Linked DNA regions of Anas platyrhynchos: region 1 is linked to region 2. Evidence: chromatin contacts called from public Hi-C data. All regions are on one chromosome and are shown on one strand. Each heading gives the region's core, a stretch centred on a gene start, on an enhancer-like site or on the middle of the called end of the contact. The rest is flanking DNA. Distances are from core to core; before and after follow the strand shown.

Region 1 (4,301 bases), core at 1,299-3,798, 59 kb before region 2:
GATCCCACCCGGGGGCGGCTTTGGGGGGGGGGGGGGGGGTCCCAGCTGCTGTCCCCAGTGAGCGAGGTCACCACAAGCTCTCGGGGGACAAATGCAGTGGGGGGACAAGGCAGTGGGGTCACCCGGTGACCCTATAACCTCAAGGAGGGTGGCGAGCAGAGCCTTCACCCCCCCTCCCTGACTTTGGGCAGTGGTGGGTGGGCACAGGGGGGTGTGGGGGGGATCTCAATCCGGTGCGGCCACCCCCGTGGCACGGCGACACGGGGCTGGGACCCGGGGACAGCGGTGGCCCCGGCTCGGCAAAGCAGCCGCTAGATGGTAGCGGAGGTCCACGCCAACGCTGCTGACACAGCACTTGGCTGCCAGAGGGACCGGGGGGCCCGGGTGACCCGGGGGGGCCCTGGGGACCCGTTTTGGCCACCCCCTTCCCCGCCCCGTGGCACTGAAGGGCTGGCCACGCGTGGAACCGGGACACGGGTGGCGTGGGCGCTGCGCCCCCGCCCTGACGCCCCCTGGCACCGCCGCCCACCGTCAGCTTTGGGGGCTCGGGGTGAGGGGGACCCCTCCCCAAAATCTGTCCCCACGAGCGTCCTGCCCCAAAGCAGCCCTGAGGCCAGCTGGGGACCTCCAGGGACCACCAGCGGGACTCAAGGGGGGGACAAACCCACTCCTGGGGACAAGCAGGGTCACCCAGCTCGATGGGGGGGTGCTGGGCACCCATGGGAGCCCGGCAGAGCCCCGGTGGGTGCCCCTCTGCAGGGACCCCGCTGCGAAGAGCCTCGCTTTGCTCCTCCTCGCCCGCTCCCAGCCCTGGCGAGGGCTCGGTGCCAGGCGGGTATATATATTTTATGATAACTATAGAGATGCACTTCAAACCTGACAAAGGACTTTGACAGTTTTAAGCATCTCTTTGATTAATACATGACCTTTTAATGCTTCGGATTAAATTAATAAATCTTTTACATTCCAACCCATTCTGCTTGCAGCGTAATGTTTTCTGCACGACCTCCTTCTCTCCCCGCGCACGCGAGGCATCCCCCCTGTCCTGCTGTCCCACGGCACCCGGGGCAGGTAACATCAAGGCACGGCCCCTGCAATATTCATACGGTGCAGAGCCCCGCGAGGCGAGCGGGGAGGGATCCTCCTCAGGTTTGAACCATCCCTAAAAATAGCAAGAAAATTCAAAGCTGACATTCAGGGCGAGGGGACGAGGAAGGCTGCAAAGTTGCTCACTCAGCCACCAGCAATTGCAGCGATCCTGTCTGCGTGTGCAGATTCCTCTGCTGACCGGGCTGGAGCGCCGGGCCTCCTCTCCGCAGGGTTTGCAGGAGCTGGGAGCGATGCAGATGGGTCCCCGTCCTCACCCCGTTCCCAAATCCGAGCCTGCTGGGGTGAGCAGAGCCCAGGGATGCAGCTGCTGGCATTTCGGATACGAAGCGCGGCGATGCGTCCATGCTGGAAGGCAGCTCTCCATCCGACCCCAGTTCAACCAGTTTGTCCCAGTCTGGCGGCGGAGCTGGGGAGCCCGGCACGTCTCCTGAGCGCCGATTCCCTCCCTGCCGCCTGTTGATCCCCGACCACAGATGAAAACCCAACGTGCAGCACGGCGGTGAGGCAGAGGGCTGCTGTGAAGCCAGGTGCTGCGTGTCTCCCTGCACCCATGTGTTATTTCATCGATGACTCACGTGTTATTAGCAGCCGAGCAATATTCCCAATTCCCTGGAGTTAACCCTTCACTCGTCACTCACAAAACCACGGTGTCACAACAAACATCAGCGGCATTATCCGCGTTAATTATATTGTATCTGGGAGCATTAACATCGGCGCAGCCTTGGAGGGAAGGCGCTGAGGATGCTCGAGGAGCCACGAGGAGGGAGGTCACGGGGCACGATGGCAGCTGGGGGACATCTCCCCGCCCTGCCACCACCGTCCTGGGTGGTTTTGGTCACCACCTGCGCCCCCCCGGGGTCCCCTCTGTGCCAAGGGGGACATAGCCAAGGGGGGACCCCTGCACAGCACCGTGCCCTGGGGGTGGGGGAGCGGGGTGTTAGCAAACAGAGGGGAAGTTTCCAGCGCTGCCAGGCCCTAGCCACGGCTAACTTAAAAAATAATAATAATTAAGTGGAAAAAAAAAAAAAAAAAAAAAAAAGGCTAATTAGGTGGCTTCAAGGGGGTGTGCCACGGGGGAAATTCGGACCGAGGATTGGGGCGGGGAGGGGGGGGGGTCTGCGGGCTGCCTGCGTGCCCCCCAAACCCCGCATCCTACCGGGGAGCGCAGTGCGGGTGCAACCCGGGAGAGGGCAGCAATGCCCCGTGCATCCCACTTGTGTGGGGGGGTGGGCATCCCGGGGGGTTGGGGAGGGGGGGGGGGGCAAAACACCCTCCGGGTGGATGCCTCCCCCCCCAAAAAAAAAAAAAAAAAAAAAAATTGAATCCCCCCTCCCCAAGCAGAGCGCGGAGATGCGCGCCCCTTGCGCGCCCCTCCCCGCTTCGCGCCGACGGGGAGGAGAAAAGCGGGGAGAGGAGAAGGGGCGGGGGGGGGGGAAAAAAGGAAGGAGGGAAGAGAAACGAGAAGGCGGGGGGGGGAGAGAAGGAAGGACTACAAGGCCCGGCATGCCCCGGCGGTGCTGCACGGCTCCCCGGGGTGCCGGATGCTGGCCGTGCCGCTGACAGCGGAGCGAAGCGGAGCCGCGGTCCCCGCCGCGCACGGAGAGGGCAGGGCGCGCCGCGCCGCCGGCTCCGCTCCCCCCTTTCCCAGCCCCCACAAAGCCGGGAGCGGCAGAAGGCAAGAGCGAGGGAGGAGGAGGAGGAGGAGGAGGAGGTGGAGGAGGAGGAGGAGGAGGAGGAGGAGGAGGAGGAGGAAGGGGGGAGGCAGCAGCAAGCCAGGGCTCTGCTGCGCTGTGTCTTTCTTTGCTTTCCGCAGGCGGCTGAGCGGCGGAGGCGCAGAGGGGAGGTCGGTTCCCCTCCGCCTCCCGCTCCGCTGCCTTTTGTGTGTGTGCGAGGCGAAGGGGGGGGGGGGGGGGGGGGAGAGAGAAAAAATTTGAAAAAAAAAAAAAGAGAGAGAGAGAGAGGGAGAGAGAGGAGGGAAAAAAAAAAAGCGGAGGAAAAAAAAAAAAAAAGAGGAGGAAAAAAATAAGAGGAGGATAAAAAAAAAATAGCCGAGCGGCAGAGGGGGAGAGAGGAAAAAAACAGGGCGAAAAAAAAAAAAAAATCAAATAGGGGTGGGGGGGCTGGGGGGGAAGAGGGGAAAGGAGGAAAGGCGAGAGGAAAAGAGCAGGCAGGGGACGGAGGAGGGGGCGGGCTGGCAGGAGCGGAGTTGCCTGGGGAGAATGTGAGCAGGAGGCGCTGGAAATGCTCTCGTTGAAGGTGGCGAGCGGTGCCGAGGGCTCCGGGACTCCCGCGGGCGGCCAGGACGCAGCCCCGGCGGACGGCAGGAGCCTCCCCAAGCGGGCGGGCTCCGGGGGGCTCGGAGCGCAGCAGCCGGCGGGTGAGTACCGGGGTGTCCCCGTCCCCCTTCCTCCTCTTCCCCACCCCCGTTGCCTTTGTGTGGGGCTGGGACCCCGGGGGGGGGGTCGTGGCTGGAGGTGGGGGGGTCGTGGGTGGGGAGGCGGAGGGGTAAAGGGGGGAGAAAGGGAGGGAGAAAGGGATCGGGGGTGTTGTTGGGGGGCACCCAGCGTGTTGGTAGAGAGAGAGGGTGGAGGGGGAGGGAGGCGCGGCCCCCCCCCCCCTCCCCGCCGTGTGTGTGTGTGTGTGTGTGTGTGTGTGTGTGTGTGTGCCCCCCCCCCGCTGTCCCCTCCGCCGAAGTTGCGCGCGGCGAGTTGGTGCCAAATTGCAGGAGTTTAATGGCACTTGGGGAGGGGAGAGGGGGGGCGAGGGGAGGAGGGAGGGGGAGAGGGGGGAGACGGGGCTGGGGGGGGCGTCCTGGCGATCGCCCCCTCCTCCCCTCCCTCCCCCCCCCAAGAAAAAAAATCCCCCGCCGTGCCCCATTTGCACGAGTTCAGCCGCCTCCCCCGGCCGGCCCCCCCCCCCGGCTCCCCCCGGGCTGCGAGCGCTGAGTGACAGCTGTCAGAGCCGGCTCCGTCCGCTAGAAGGCGGAACGGAACATGTCAACAAAATTTGGGGTTATCCTCGCAGCCCTGGGGGGCGTCAGGAGCTCCCCCCCCCTTTACCAACCCCCTGACCCCCAGGGCAGAGCCTGCCCCCCCCCGCAACCCGGCTGGGTGCGCGGGGAGCCGGCGGCGGGGGGCACCGGGGAGGGGGTGCTGGCCCCAACTCGTGCTCTCCGCGGTGCATTCCCCTTG
Region 2 (4,590 bases), core at 587-3,086:
CCGTGTCCCTAGGCACCAGCAGCGCAGGGCGAGCCAGGGAGAAACGTTCCCAGCAGCGTGGGCAGGGGGGTTCTGCCTTCCCAAATGCCGAACCCATGGAAAACGGCCAGCTTGGGGTGCCCAGGATGCGCACCCAACCCTGGTCCCCTTCGTCTCACGGAGGGTGCAGGGGGAGGAACGCAGCCCCAGGGGGAGGCGAGGCTCCTGGCCGGGCGCATGGCTGGGTGCCGCAGGCTGGGACGTGCCTCCCGCCCTTCCTCGCCCCATATCGGCCATCCTCTTCCTTGCCCTGAGCCCTGCGGTGAGCGATGCCCCGCTGCCAGCTCAGCCCTGCCCGCCTCTGACTCACGGGGAGCCGCCCCGGCGGGGTGCAGGGCGGGCAGGGTGCTGCCACGTGCCATGGGCGTCCCCATCTCACGGTCCCCTTGATGCGTCCCAGCCCATCCTCATCCTCCTGGGGACGAAGGCTGGGTTGTGCCACGGTGTTTTGGGGACACGAGGGAGCCTGCGGGGCAGCGAGGGCTGTGGATGGGGGCCAGGAGGGGGACGATGCCGCAGCCGAGCTGTGCGCCCAGCTTTGTGTGGTGCCGTGCCCCAGCCCATCCTCCCCTCCGTGCGCCACCCCCTGCCCAGCCCCAGCCCCGTAGGGCTGCGGGCATCCTTTTGGGGAGGCAGAAACCCCCCCAGCCCTCAGGGCACGGGGCACCCCAGGGCAGCACTGCGACCGGGAGCGCTCTGTGCGCTGGCGCAGAGGTCTCAGGAGATGGGGCTGCCTTTTCCTTCCTCTCCACAGCTCTTCCTGCCGGGCCGGGAGTCCCCCAAGGCCAGCCTTGCTCATTATATTGCAGCTCACCTATTCCTGCCCAGCACAAACAAGCGCACATCGCTAGTTATTTATTTTCCCCTTTTTCCAACCCCATCACCACCACCACCACCGGTTTTGAGCAACCGGAGGCCGATCCGGGTTCAAACGTGGGGTGCAGGCGTGGGGCAGCCCCTCTCCAATTTCACCTTGGCCGTGGCGGGGCTGCAGCCAGCGACACGGCGGCAGAAAGGCTGTCATTAGAGCTGCCTCCGCGCACCCTTCCGCTGATGGACCACGCTATTTTCTTTAGTCTTTTATTTACACTTTATTGCTCTTGTTTTTGCACCGGCAAGCGCTGCTGGAGTGCACAGAAATCCTTCAGATCTCGGCTGGCAGCAGAGCTCTGCCTAATCATAGTCATTATCTGGAAGCAGGTAATGGGCATCTTTCCCATGTTAATTTGAAAACAGAACCGGCGAGAGCAGGACGCCGGGGACGGAGCAGGCACCCGGGGGGTGCGCGGCCACCCCGCTCACCCCGAGGTTTGGGGAGAGGGCGCGGGGGACGCAAACACGCCGGGCACGGCCACCGCCCGGGCTTTGCACGAAATAAATCCTCCTCGGGAAGGGATTTGGGCACCGCAGCCGGTTCCTGGCTGGCATCCCGCAGCCGGAGCCCGTTGGTGCTGCCGCAGCAATAAAATCGCCAGGTCTTGTTTTCGCGGCGAGGAGGATGCTGGCTCGCCCTCCTCCCGCGCCGCCGTCAGAACTTGCCCCCGGATCGGCCCAGCCTGGCTCGGTCCTTCGTTAACAAGGACTCGTCCCTTTTATCCTCGGCTGCGGGAGGGGACGGGGATGGAGGGGAGCGGGGAGGATGTCTCCCGTGGGCGAGCCTCCCCCTCGCCGGGGCCGGGAGGGGAAGGCTGGGTGGCGTTGGAGTTTCGTTTGCTGAGATACCATTAACGAGTGAGCAAAGGTTGCGGAGTCTCCATGGAGACAAGACAGCAAGCGAGACGAGCGGGTGTGCAGCCGAGGTTAGAGCTGATTAGTAAATGTCAGCGGCGCGGCAACTGCCCGCCGCCGAGCTGGCCCGGGGCCCCGGTGGGCAGCGGGCACCCCATGCGTCCTGGGCACCATGGGCACCCCAAGTGTCCCATGTGTCCTGCACGCCACGGGTACCCAAAGCATCCTGGGCACCAGGGTTGTCCTTTGTGTCCTGGGGACCATGGGCACCCCGTGTGCTCTGGGCTCTAGGGGCACCCCGTGTGTCCTGGGGACCAGGGACACCCCACATGTCCTGGGCACCATGGGCACCCTGTGCATCCCATGTGCCCTGCACCCCAGGAGCACCTCATGTACCCCGTGTACCCTGCGCACTGCGGGCACCTGCTGCGTCCTGCGTGCTCTGTGCACCCTGTGCCCCCTGAGCCCTTCATGCCCCCCCTACACCAAGTGCCCCCCACGCATCCCCCAGGCCCTAGGAACCCTGCACACTTCCTCGTGTGCCCCGTGCGCCCTGGGCACCCCATGCACCCCGTGTGCCCCACGCACCCCGGCTTGCCACCAATACCAGCAGGGAGGTGACTTTTATAGGAACCAGGGATTTGGGATGCTGCTGGGTGCCCGTTCCCGGAGCATCCTCGCAGCTCTGTTGCTGCCAGCCCTGGCGGCCTTCCCACAGGGAGCGGGGCTGCAGCTGGAGCCGCTCTCCCTGCGCGCCAGCCGCCGTGCCGCGCTCCTCGGCCATTTTGTGAGGCACGGGGGGCAGCGGGGGGGCAGAGCTGCCGGAGGCAAGGACAGGGAAGGGGGCAGCCGGCCAGGGACAGGCACCCGAGGCTCCCCGGCACAGCCTGGGGGGGACTCGAGAGCCGCTTGGCCACCGTCCCCCAGCACCTCCGGGCAAGGACGCGGTCACGGCCTCGTGCGGGGCTGGGGTGGCAGTGATTTTTGTCCCTCCCGTTGAGGATTTCTGCTTGTCCCCATCCTCGGGGTGTGGAGAGGAAGGCTGAGACTGGACCTGCCGGATTTTAGCAGGGAGCAGAGCCCAGGCTGAGGGGTGGGAGGGAGCTGGAGGGGGCAGCAGCGCGGGGCAGGACCCCGCTAGGGTTAGGGGGGCTCGGATGCAGCCGGAGCCCACCCGGGGGAGAGGCAGGAGCAGCCTGCGCAGCATTTCCCTCCAACAAAAAGCACCTGGCAGGCGAGAGCAGCCCTCTCACCGAGAAACAAGTGTCAGGGGGGTGCCGCGGGGAGGGGGGGGCCGGATCCCGCAATTTAGCAGGTATTATTCGGCAGCTATAAACAGAGCCTCTCGCACAGGCAGGGGAAGAGATAAAGGTTGCGGCGCAGCTACAGATTAGGTGGTTCCCTTGAGGCTGTGACACCTTGAGATGGAAGCAGATCTTCTTCAAGGCGACGGCTGGCTGGCAGCCTGGAAAACCTGGAGCCTCCCGCAGCCTCCCGCGGCGCCTCGCACCCAGGGGTGGGTGCTGGCGGGTGGGGGACACGGCCGGGGGGCACCACGGGATGCTGTGCGTGGAGGGGCAGCGTAAAACGGGTGAAAAAAGGTCATTTCCATCACCATCACGAACCTGTCTCAGCCAGGGTGTGCTGAGGGGGGGTGGTGGATACCCGGGTGCCCAGGGCTGGGGGTGTCCGTCCAGGGAACCGCAGGATTGACGGGGATTTAATCAGTGGGGTTTGCCCCAAAGCACCCAAAGATGCCTCCAGCTTTTTTTGGCTGAACAGAGCCCGGCGCTGGTGGCGGTGATCGGGCAGGGGAGGGAAGATTTGGGCAGGGGAGGGAAGATTTTAATGCCCCAGGTGCTGCTGATGGGGTGTGTTTGGGACACTGGGGATCTTTGTTCTCCCTCCTCCTTCCCTTTCCCCCTGAGGGTGTCTCCTCCAGGCAGAGGATTTCGGCCCTACAGCAACCTGCCCCACACCGAGCTGTCCCCACACACCCCGGGGGGGGACCGGGGAGGACATGGCCAAGCTGGAGGCTGGGGGAGGCTTTTTGGAGCCTCCACGGCCTCAGCCAGAGCCAAGCATGAAAAATCCGAGCACAAATCTGCCTTTTGTGGGGCCCCCAAAATTTGTCATTCCCCACAGGTACGCAGGGTGCCAGCCCCGTGGCTACCAGTGTGAGCAGCTGGCTACAGCCCGGCTGGGTGCCCTGTCCCTGTCCCCCCCCCGTGCCCCGTGTCCCCCCTTGTCCATGTCCCCCCCATGCCCTGTGTCTCCCCCACGCCTTGTCCCTGTCCCCCCATGCCCTGTGACCCCCCCCGTGCCATGTCCCCCTCCCCATTTCCCATGTCCCCCCCACCCCATGTCCGCTCCCCTCCTATACACCCCCCCCGTGCCATGTTCCCCTCCATGCCATGTCCCCCCCATGCCCTGTGTCTCCCCCACCCCTTGTCCCTGTCCCCCCCTTGTCCATGTCCCCCCTATGCCCTGTGACCCCCCCCATGCCCTGTCCCTGTCCCCCCCCACCCTATACTCCCCCCACGCCATGTCCCCTTCATGCCCCATGTCCCCTCCATCTTGTGGCCCCCCCATGTCCCCCCATGCCCCGTGTCCCCCTCCATGCCCTGTGACCCCCCCGTGTCCCCCCATGCCCTGTGACCCCCCCATACCCTACCCCTGTCCCCCCAAAACCCCGTGTCCCCCCCATGCCCCCTGTCCCCCCCCATGCCCTATCCCTTTCCCCCCACGCCCTGTGTCCCCCCCCATGTCCCCCCCACCCCCTGTCCCCCCCCATCTATCAGGGGCTCCAGGTTTCCCCCCCCC

Evidence for each region. A called contact is a pair of places that touch in the nucleus more often than the background predicts.
Region 1: a Hi-C map of skeletal muscle shows a contact between it and region 2, with 1.7 times the contacts expected there. The contact joins the promoter of AHDC1 here to the enhancer-like site in region 2. A contact is called at or near these places in 3 of 8 Hi-C or Micro-C datasets (liver, skeletal muscle and subcutaneous adipose tissue).

The regions. Positions count from the first base shown.
Region 1 is chr24:4,188,993-4,193,293 of IASCAAS_PekinDuck_T2T, reverse strand. It overlaps AHDC1 (AT-hook DNA binding motif containing 1), which reads left to right and starts at 2,548. Exons shown (of 7, transcript XM_038167196.2): 1 at 2,548-2,785; 2 at 3,367-3,487. LOC119713588 (a long non-coding RNA gene) reads right to left here and starts at 2,345. Exons shown (of 2, transcript XR_005260782.2): 1 at 1,234-2,345; 2 at 910-1,162.
Region 2 is chr24:4,128,522-4,133,111 of IASCAAS_PekinDuck_T2T, reverse strand. No RefSeq gene overlaps it. Among named protein-coding and RNA genes, the nearest start is that of WASF2, 2.8 kb to the right of the region's middle. Within about 2 kb of position 1,836, at least 1 of the 8 cell types and tissues checked has an H3K27ac peak or open chromatin away from gene starts, as enhancers often do.